2 separate regions of the Triticum aestivum genome follow, and region 2 is linked to region 1. A link is a contact called in public Hi-C data. All regions are on one chromosome and are shown on one strand. Each heading gives the region's core, a stretch centred on a gene start, on an enhancer-like site or on the middle of the called end of the contact. The rest is flanking DNA. Distances are from core to core; before and after follow the strand shown. Region 1 holds the start of LOC123068956. Region 2 holds the start of LOC123068959 (60S ribosomal protein L18a-like protein).

Evidence for each region. A called contact is a pair of places that touch in the nucleus more often than the background predicts.
Region 2: a contact with region 1 is called in a Hi-C map of leaf, with 4 times the contacts expected there. The contact joins the promoter of LOC123068959 here to the promoter of LOC123068956 in region 1. A contact is called at or near these places in 2 of 5 Hi-C or Micro-C datasets (both in leaf).

The regions. Positions count from the first base shown.
Region 1 is chr3B:127,125,586-127,129,716 of IWGSC CS RefSeq v2.1, forward strand. It overlaps LOC123068956, which reads right to left and starts at 1,890. Exons shown (of 1, transcript XM_044491662.1): 1 at 866-1,890. The coding sequence starts at 1,743. The coding sequence ends at 1,207. It overlaps LOC123068955, which reads right to left. Exons shown (of 3, transcript XM_044491661.1): 3 at 2,152-3,467. The coding sequence ends at 2,399.
Region 2 is chr3B:127,281,607-127,285,976 of IWGSC CS RefSeq v2.1, forward strand. It overlaps LOC123068959 (60S ribosomal protein L18a-like protein), which reads left to right and starts at 1,321. Exons shown (of 5, transcript XM_044491666.1): 1 at 1,321-1,587; 2 at 2,152-2,294; 3 at 2,846-2,978; 4 at 3,063-3,180; 5 at 3,772-4,260. The coding sequence starts at 2,285. The coding sequence ends at 3,840.

The DNA.
Region 1 (4,131 bases), core at 640-3,139:
GAAGGCGGTGCCCTCGCTCGCCCTTTTGCCGGCGTGCGCGAGCACCTCGAGGGTGGACGCACCGCTGTCAAATGGCTCGGTGAGGTGCCCTTTGCCCCGATGAGGTTTATTCTTTTGGCAGTGGTGAAGGAGTGGTGCTCCCACTGCCCGTGTTCTTCTTCCGAATGGCTCGGCATGCCGATGCCCATCCGGATCGAGAGGAACGGCGTGGCCATGACGGCGGCGCTACTTTCTCCGTTGAGGAAAAAAATTGCCCTGTCAGTGGGGTTCTTTGGGGAGGGGAAAAACTTTTGCTTGATTTCTTTCTACCGAAAAAACTAAGCCTAGATGGCTCTGATATCATTGATAGGTTCTCTGTATCGGGGTAGGCTAGAGATTCCGATAGTCCTACCTTCGCCTTGGCTCGACGAGCTCAAGCTGGTGGCCATGGTAGAGCTGTGGTGGTGATGGCAGAGAGTGGACGAGGTGGTGCCGGTGAAGCTTCCCGTCGACCTAGCGCAACCCTAGATCAGATTGGGGTGTTGGTGTTGGTTGTGGTGCACGGTCAACCTCGTTATGCATGCCCCGGCACCCCACCAAGGTTTGGTTAGGCGCCCCCGATCAGGGCGCGATGCAAGGGGCCCGTTCGACCCGTTGGGCTCGAACGGGAGAGAGATCAACCTAACAGAATCTTGTTGCGGGAAATTAGTGAAGAGAATATTTTGCAACAGATGTCTTGTTACAGAAAATTAGAGAACAAGATAATTTTTGTAACATGACTCTTGTTGCAGAGAGTTAGAGAAGAAGATTTTTGTAACATTTTTGTATTTTTAGGTTGAATTACAGTTTTCCTACTTGCTCGATGTCAGCATGTTGCGGGCCCGTATGAAGAATGCAACGAAAAATCAGCAGTTCGAAGACGTGGTCGAATAGATACAGTCGTCGGTCAAACTTTATTACAGGAAAAGATTGGCCGAGTATGACGGTCAGATTGGCCGAGGTGACCAAGTGTAACTGACATGCGGGCCAGCTGGTTAGCGGCCCACACGTCAGTGATTCCAGCAAATCCCAGCACGGCGTCGAGTGTCGACTGACAGCCACAGCCACACAGCAGCTTCCCGAAAATAATAAGCTTTTAAAAATAAAGTTTACATAATTAAGAAAAAACGAAGCAATGGCTATACTACTTCTTCCATCCACCCATGGCAAAGTTGACTGGAGCTCGCCTCAGACCCTCTGCTCCGGGGACACCTGGTGGAGCTCCGCCTCCCGCCGCTGCCCGGCGACCTCGCGGGCGCCTTCGCGGATGAAGAAGAAGTAGAAGGCGACGCCGATGCCGGCGGCGAGGACCACCCAGACGGCGATCTGGAGCCCCCGCTCGGGCATCGAGTCGGCGACGCGCGCCGCGATGACGTTGGCGAACGCCACGGAGACGACCCACACGGCGAGCCTGACCCGCTGGCGCTCGGGCGCCGCCGCCGGGTCGTCGCGGCGCAGGAGGCTCAGCTTCCCGAGGCAGCAGTAGAGCACGGCGAGGAGGTAGTAGGTGACGATGACGAAGGCGAGGCTCCGCGGCCGGTGCCGCGACTGGTACACGCCCCACGCGAAGCTGGCGGCGAGGACCAGGAACACGACCGCCCACAGCGCCCAGCCCGCCCACCCGCCGCGCTGCGGCGCCGGGCCGCCGCCCAGCTGCGCCGTCTGCGGCACTGGCCGCGGCGGCGGGTCCCGCGCCACCGGGTAGGACGTCGCGGTCGTCTCCATGCGCAGGCGCCGGCGTTGGGCGCGGGACGAGGCTGTCGCGAGATCGAGCTGGTGCTGCTGCTGCTCTGCCTGAGAAAGTGGGGAATGGGTACACACGTGTTGACGCGTTGGGTTTGATCCCGACACGAGATAAGATGAGATGCGGTTGGCTTATATTGGACAGAGTGGCTGCACCTGCTCGGAAAACGCGGAGAAGAAGCGGGGATAACCGGCAACCGCGTTCGATGGACACGCCTACACTTCCGACTTCTGAATTCCTGACCGAGTGGAAGTTAGTTCCAAATTCGCAAGAAATCAAATTACTCCTGGGAGAGTACAGACTTTTTTCGCGGAAATGCACTGCTCATGTCACTGCCACACAGATATGCGACCAAATATTCTGGACATGTGTCACTGGCACCTGGGACAAGGAGGGAGAATGGCAAACCCAGAACCTGTAATACTACAACTTTGTCCAAAAACACAAGCCAGTTGCATATTATATATATACAACAAACACACGCAACGACCGGCTGGTTCAACTCAAACTTCAGCCACATCGTTTTTGCCACAAAAGTACCAGGAATACGTCCAATAATTGTATACTAGTTAGGGAGTTCAGAGTACCGGTTCTAGGATATAGGTACACGCCAGTTTCAGCTTCGCACACGTTTAATCACTTCAGAGAAGGTATTAACCATAGGAATGGTTCTGCTCGTGGCTGGCGCCCGTAGAAGTCTTGCTGGCTGTGGGAAGGGGCAGGACTTTCAAGGGCTTCTACGAGCTCCTTGGTCCCGTGCTCGAGGTTGAACGCGCACATGTTGTTGTAGCCGTCGATGAAGTAGACGCAGTTTGCCTTCAGGTACGAATGGTCCTTGGCCGGAAAACAGAACGAGCTGTAATGGCTGACGAACAGCCCGAATTCCCCAATGTCGCTGGTCCGCTCGAAGGAAGAGGTCTCCCTGTCGAGGACCCACAGCGCAAACTTGTTCTGCGATTGGCGCTTGACCCTTATGAGATCGCCGGACGGGGTCTCCACCAGGCAATTGAACTTCTGGTGTTGGTAGTGGACGAGGTTGTGCATATGCGGTTCCACCTGGGGGAAGTCATCATCTGGCCATGAACGGGGAGGCTCTGCCCACACCTCAACCGTACCATATACATCAATGGTGTAAAGTTGCCTTCTGTGCTTGAAGACATCCACCAAAATGTGTTTTGAATCGACAAACGACCAGCTTTTGCTTCCTTTGCGTGTCACTTGGTATCCTTTCTGGTCGCGATGGATGACAGCAACAGTGAAGTTGCTCTCACTCATGTCAAGCAACATGGCCTTGGACAGGTGCCTCCTTCCGATTGAGGGGAGTTGGAACGATGTGCTGCTGATGGGATTAACCAGCTGGATGGTTCCCTGCGGCGGGCTAAAGAAGATAAGCCAACCATGGGATGAACCAACCGGAGTCCACATGGATCCAAAGATCGTGGCAACGCTCGGGATATGGATGGTTTGAGTCTTTTTTTCAGGTAAGCTAAAAAATTTAGCACCATCAAGCGGCTTTGTGGGGAGCATCAGCCATGGGTCCACCCTTGGATGGTTGGATACTTCCTTGCAGATATGGTTCCATGAGGTGCATACAGCACGGAATCTGATGTAGTCAGGAATGCCAAGCTTCTTTATAATTAGACCAACTATATCAGTCTGAATATTAGCCCAATCTTTCATCCCAACAGAATTAACTTCTTTAAGCCTGAAATAAAAACTTGTGCATATCAGTGTACTTCATGAATCATGACACAAATGCTAATAAAGACACCAAATTCTTGCTGCATCTTTGTGGAAGCATTCAAATAGTTTCACAACGAAGGCATTCAAGCCATGTCCAAGTCAAATAACAGTTTCTGATATGTACAGATAGCATCAGTACATACATCCATTTAAGCTCATTTAATTTTGGGTTTTGATAAATGGAAAGGGGAGTAAATAAGACAACCAAGTTCAATAAGGAAACCTTAATGTAACAAGTTAGACGATACCATACAGGTTAGTTTTATGAAAACAACTATCCACCTATTCAGAAAAACTGTTCACCAGAGAGTAGCTAACATGAAATAGCAGTGACGGGAAGCAGATCAATCAGAGAATGTTGGTAAGGATCGAATGCTGCTTGATAAGATAATATTGCAGTTCAGTTCAATATGCTGATTAAAATACCAGCTGATGGATAAACATGGTCAAGTCAGAATCTGTGAATAGAAGCACAGAAGAAAACAATAGTACTCCCTCCATCCCAAAATAAGTGTCGTGGTTCTAGTTCAAATTTGAACTAAACCGCGACACTTATTTTTGGACGGAGGGAGTATGTACTATGTACACTGCTTTAAGACCTTCATTCTGATCAAGCAGATTAAACA
Region 2 (4,370 bases), core at 71-2,570, 160 kb after region 1:
GAGCCAGGTGGACATTCGTACCCCTCCTGGTTTGGTACTGGTTTAGGGGAATTCGGACACCTGGACCATGCCGTAGACGTTTGGTGCATATGACGTTGGATGACAAAAAGTATCTGGAGCGCACACTTCAGACACTTATGGGCGTTTGGTGCACGGCGTTGGAGTTGCCCTAATATGCCAAAACACCTAGAACCACACCCTACTCTCTCAGGGGTTTTCGTGGGAATCCATGTGAGCGATGTCCTCAAAGGCACAGTGGGCATCTAGAACATACGACATTCTCCTACCCTTGAAGATGTTCCGCTTCTCCCCCTTCCAAAGATGTACTTGTGCTTATGTCCCTATCCGTTCGGCACATCATGACATCCCACTAGATATCGATGATAGCGGCGGTGTTCAAAGACACCACCGGTAGCTGAATATCCAAGTGTGCATGAGCCCTCGGACCTCGAGGATGAAATGAAAATCTTTGCATTAGTGGTTGGTGGATTCGACCCCCTCCCCCAAGGCAATGTTGGCATGATTCGTTAGTCAACCACACATAGCTAGAGGATCCACTATGAAGGAAGAGACTTGAGATTTTTTGTTTTTGACTTTAGTTCTGATGGGACTTTCTACATCCTTTTCCCCTGACAATTTTTCATGGTATCTATGAAATTTTGGCTTATAGACTGAGCCGAGAGAGTACTTCCTGGAAGAGGTCTAGAGGTAAATAACTGAAGCACACCTTTGGCGGTCAAGGAGGATCTCTTTCAATGTTAACACAAGTGAATGGACCAGATGATCTGTGTCGACATGTTGATTCTTGCAACCAACTTAATACAATTTCTATAGAAAAGCTATTTGCCACTCCCTCCGTAACTTTGGCGACACCATACCGAAGAGCTCAGGGTAACTTCGGCCAAAGGCCTCCTTCTCTGATCATCTGTCATGCCAAAATAAGGCCTTGTTTCCGTCTCCGAGGGTTACTGTCATCATCAAAAGCATTAAGAGTCGATTGTCATCATCAGAGCAAGGGAGCTTGTCCACAACCTTTCATGATCGTCCATTGCAGCAAAACCCAAAGAAGCCCGAGGGCACCATTGAACCGTGTCGAAAAACAACGGTAGACGGTCTTCCAGTCCATGATGAAGTGACATTGGTCGCCTTTTCAATTGGAACCACGGTTTTAAAGATAGATCTGTTTTAATAATGACGTGGTATTTTGACACAAAAGGACTTTTTCTCCCCTCTTTGTATTGTCGACAAGGAACGGGTCATTATCCGTGTGTTAAAAAGGGCCGCCCTCCCTCGTGTCTCCATCCTCCGGCTCACCGACGCGGCACATAGCGTGGCGGTAGGTGCACGACATCCACACCGCCGGTACCGGTGCGGGTGCGTGTCCACAAAACCACACCCATTGGACCTCCTCCTCCTCGGCTCCACTCTTCCGCTTCTCCCCCCCCTCCTCGCCTCTTCTAGTGCTCTCTACCGCTCTCCATCCCCACCTCGGTCTCGTCCGGCGCCCCCTTCTCCCTCCCCCACCTCGCGGTTCGCCCCGCCGGCGGCGACGCGGTCCTGGTGCTGGATCGGTTTCTTATCTTGCCGGTAAGGAACCCTATCCTGTCCCGACTGGATTATCTTGATACGGATTTGTGTGTGAGTTCGTCTTGCGGCTCCCTTATTCTGTTTGCTGCGTGGCGGCCGGCGACCGAGGTCTGAATCCCCGTCGAGGTAGTTGCCGATTTGCCTGTCTGCTGCGTGGTGGACTGGTAGGTGCGCCCTTGCTAATCTAGTCCACCCACCCGTACCCGGTCTGGCTAGCTTAGCCGCTTCTTCTCCTTCGGCGCGCGAGACCGATCTGAGATGCTCCCCTAGAGCGGCCGCAACTTATTTTGTATAAAATTCGTCTAGATTTGTTCTAATATAGAGAGTTGGAGTATTAGAGTTCAGAGCAACAAGAAATACAGTACTCTCCTGAGTAAAGAACCAGTGTACTGCTTTTCCAAAAAAAAAGTTGGAGTATTAGAGTTCAGAGCAACAAGAAATATAGTACTCTCCTGAACATTTGTCCCCACCAACTAGACTGATATGCGTGTTCATACAGAGATTACATTGTATATACAATTTTCTCTCCGATGCGGCAGGCTGACCATTCTGACGCACTTGCAGGATTTATGTGCCAAGCCGCGTACTCTTCTGTTTTATTCTTCGGATCAAACTTGTTGAGCTGATTCCAGCAAGGAGGAATCTGCAAAGCAGCTTGGTGTTAAGCTTGCATCTTCCCTAAACAGCTCCAGATTAAATGGGAGAAGGTAACTGCTTTTCCAACTTTGTATCTGTCTTTTGAGTTGAACTTAAGTTTTCCTTTGCCGCTAGATCCCCTACGTTATGCAGGATCTTTTGAGTTAAACTTAAGATTTCCTTTGCCGCTAGATCGCTTACATTATGCAGGAGAACAGAACCCTTAGTCTGTCATTGTAAAAGACAGTAACATCTATTACATGATGTTGACATACCGGTCTTTAGCATAATACTAGTGTATAAACACCAGGGAGATATAACCTAATTATGATTCAGAGTTTACAGTTTTTCCTTGTTTATTAGGGCTTTGGCAAATTTTAACATGGTCCCTCTTACCCCCTCTTTTTACATATGAGGTAAGAAGGTAAGAGTTACTCAGGCCACTAATTAATGTGATCAACGGTTCAGATCTATTTCATACTCTTACCTCTCATACGAAAAGAGGAGGTAAGAGGGACCATGTTAAAACTGCTCTAGGGCTTTAGCTTGATCATGATGTGCATTATTTGAGTTTTGTTTATTCGATTACTTCTTAATCTGAATCACACTTGGCATTGCACAGCAAGCTCAGATGATCTTTGCCATTGTCAAGGGTGTCTTGGCAAGTACACCCTACTCAGAGATGAAGAGAACCCACAGCTGGCAAAGTTTGAGAGACGCCTTCCTTGCTTTGGTTGCGGAATAGGGTGGTCCTCGTAAGAATCCCTTACCACCTACACAAACTTCAGTTCAGTTTTCAAATTCTGCATCTGGCAATATCAAACATGTTCTGGTTGCAGATTTCTTTTAGGTTTCTTGTGTCCATTGCTTTGGTACTATGCAACGACTCTTTACTGCTGCAAGTACTACAATAGGGATCCCCGAGAGCGCCCAGGTCTTGCTGCCTCTGCTATTGCGGTAGGTTGTCCTTCCACAGTAAATCCTGAACATGTTGCTATAATCAATGTAGCTTGAAAGAAAACAACTCATAGATGCAAAGTAGTGTAATAGATAAACCATATCTAGGTACGGAAAGCAAAAGAGTTTTCCTAAAAAATCATTTCTTAATGCATGTAAACCATCATGCAACCTGATAGCAGATGTGTTGATGGTTCTGCCACCAAATTGATTCACAGATTGATCATTTTTGTAGTGAAGGTGTGTTTTAACCCCGTTTGCTCCTTCCTTTTCTATGAAAATGCACATCTGTGGAAATGAATCCATTTGTATATTTTCTATTTTCTATTTTTACGCGCCGTTGTTTGCTTGTGGAAACATCAAAGCTAGGTTTCAAACCAGTGTGCAGTCCTTGTAACAGTTTTTGACCTTGACAAACTTGTTCTTCACAGTGAGTGTCGTTCGTAATGTTTCAGTTACTAAACAGTGGTCATGTTGGCAACTCTTTACATCAATTTGCAGTTTTTCTTCTTCTGTCCTGATAGCTTTCTGAAATAGTTCTATTTACAGTAAGTTTTCTTCTGAATGTTTCAATTTTTTTGGTATGTGCAGGCGGCCATCTTCACTACCGCGGCAACTATTACCCTCTCCATCATTCTGATAATCTGGGCACAAAAGTGATTTCTAAGGCAGGGAGAACAGGGCTGATTGGTTGTTTATCTGCAGATGAGGTATTCAGAAGGCAACTTGTAATGTTGATGATAGCAGATCGTCTTAGTTCATCATGTAATCATAGTGGCAATGCATATGCAAGTGTTTATCGAAGGGCTTCATCTATTGATTGTCATCTCTCCTGGGTCAGTTATTCAATCTTTCTAAGAGGGTGCGAACAGTTGACTGTTTCTTCTGAAAAGCTTCCAATCCAGAGGTTACAGATCGATTTACATAAATTAGAGGAAAAATCCATACAGGTAGCCCATTCAGCAGGTAATTGCTGGGATTGAAACTGTAGTCATTATCACCAACTCACCATTGGAGATGATGCACTGATACACCTGGAAGTCATTATCTAGTATAGCACCGTCCTCTGAACTTGTCGAATTCTTAAGAGGTTAAATTTCCGATACGCCTATTTTACTTGCGGGGCGTGTTGTGGTGGGTTTTTCATGGTAGTACCATGTGAGACGGTGATCCAGATCGAGTGTTCATCT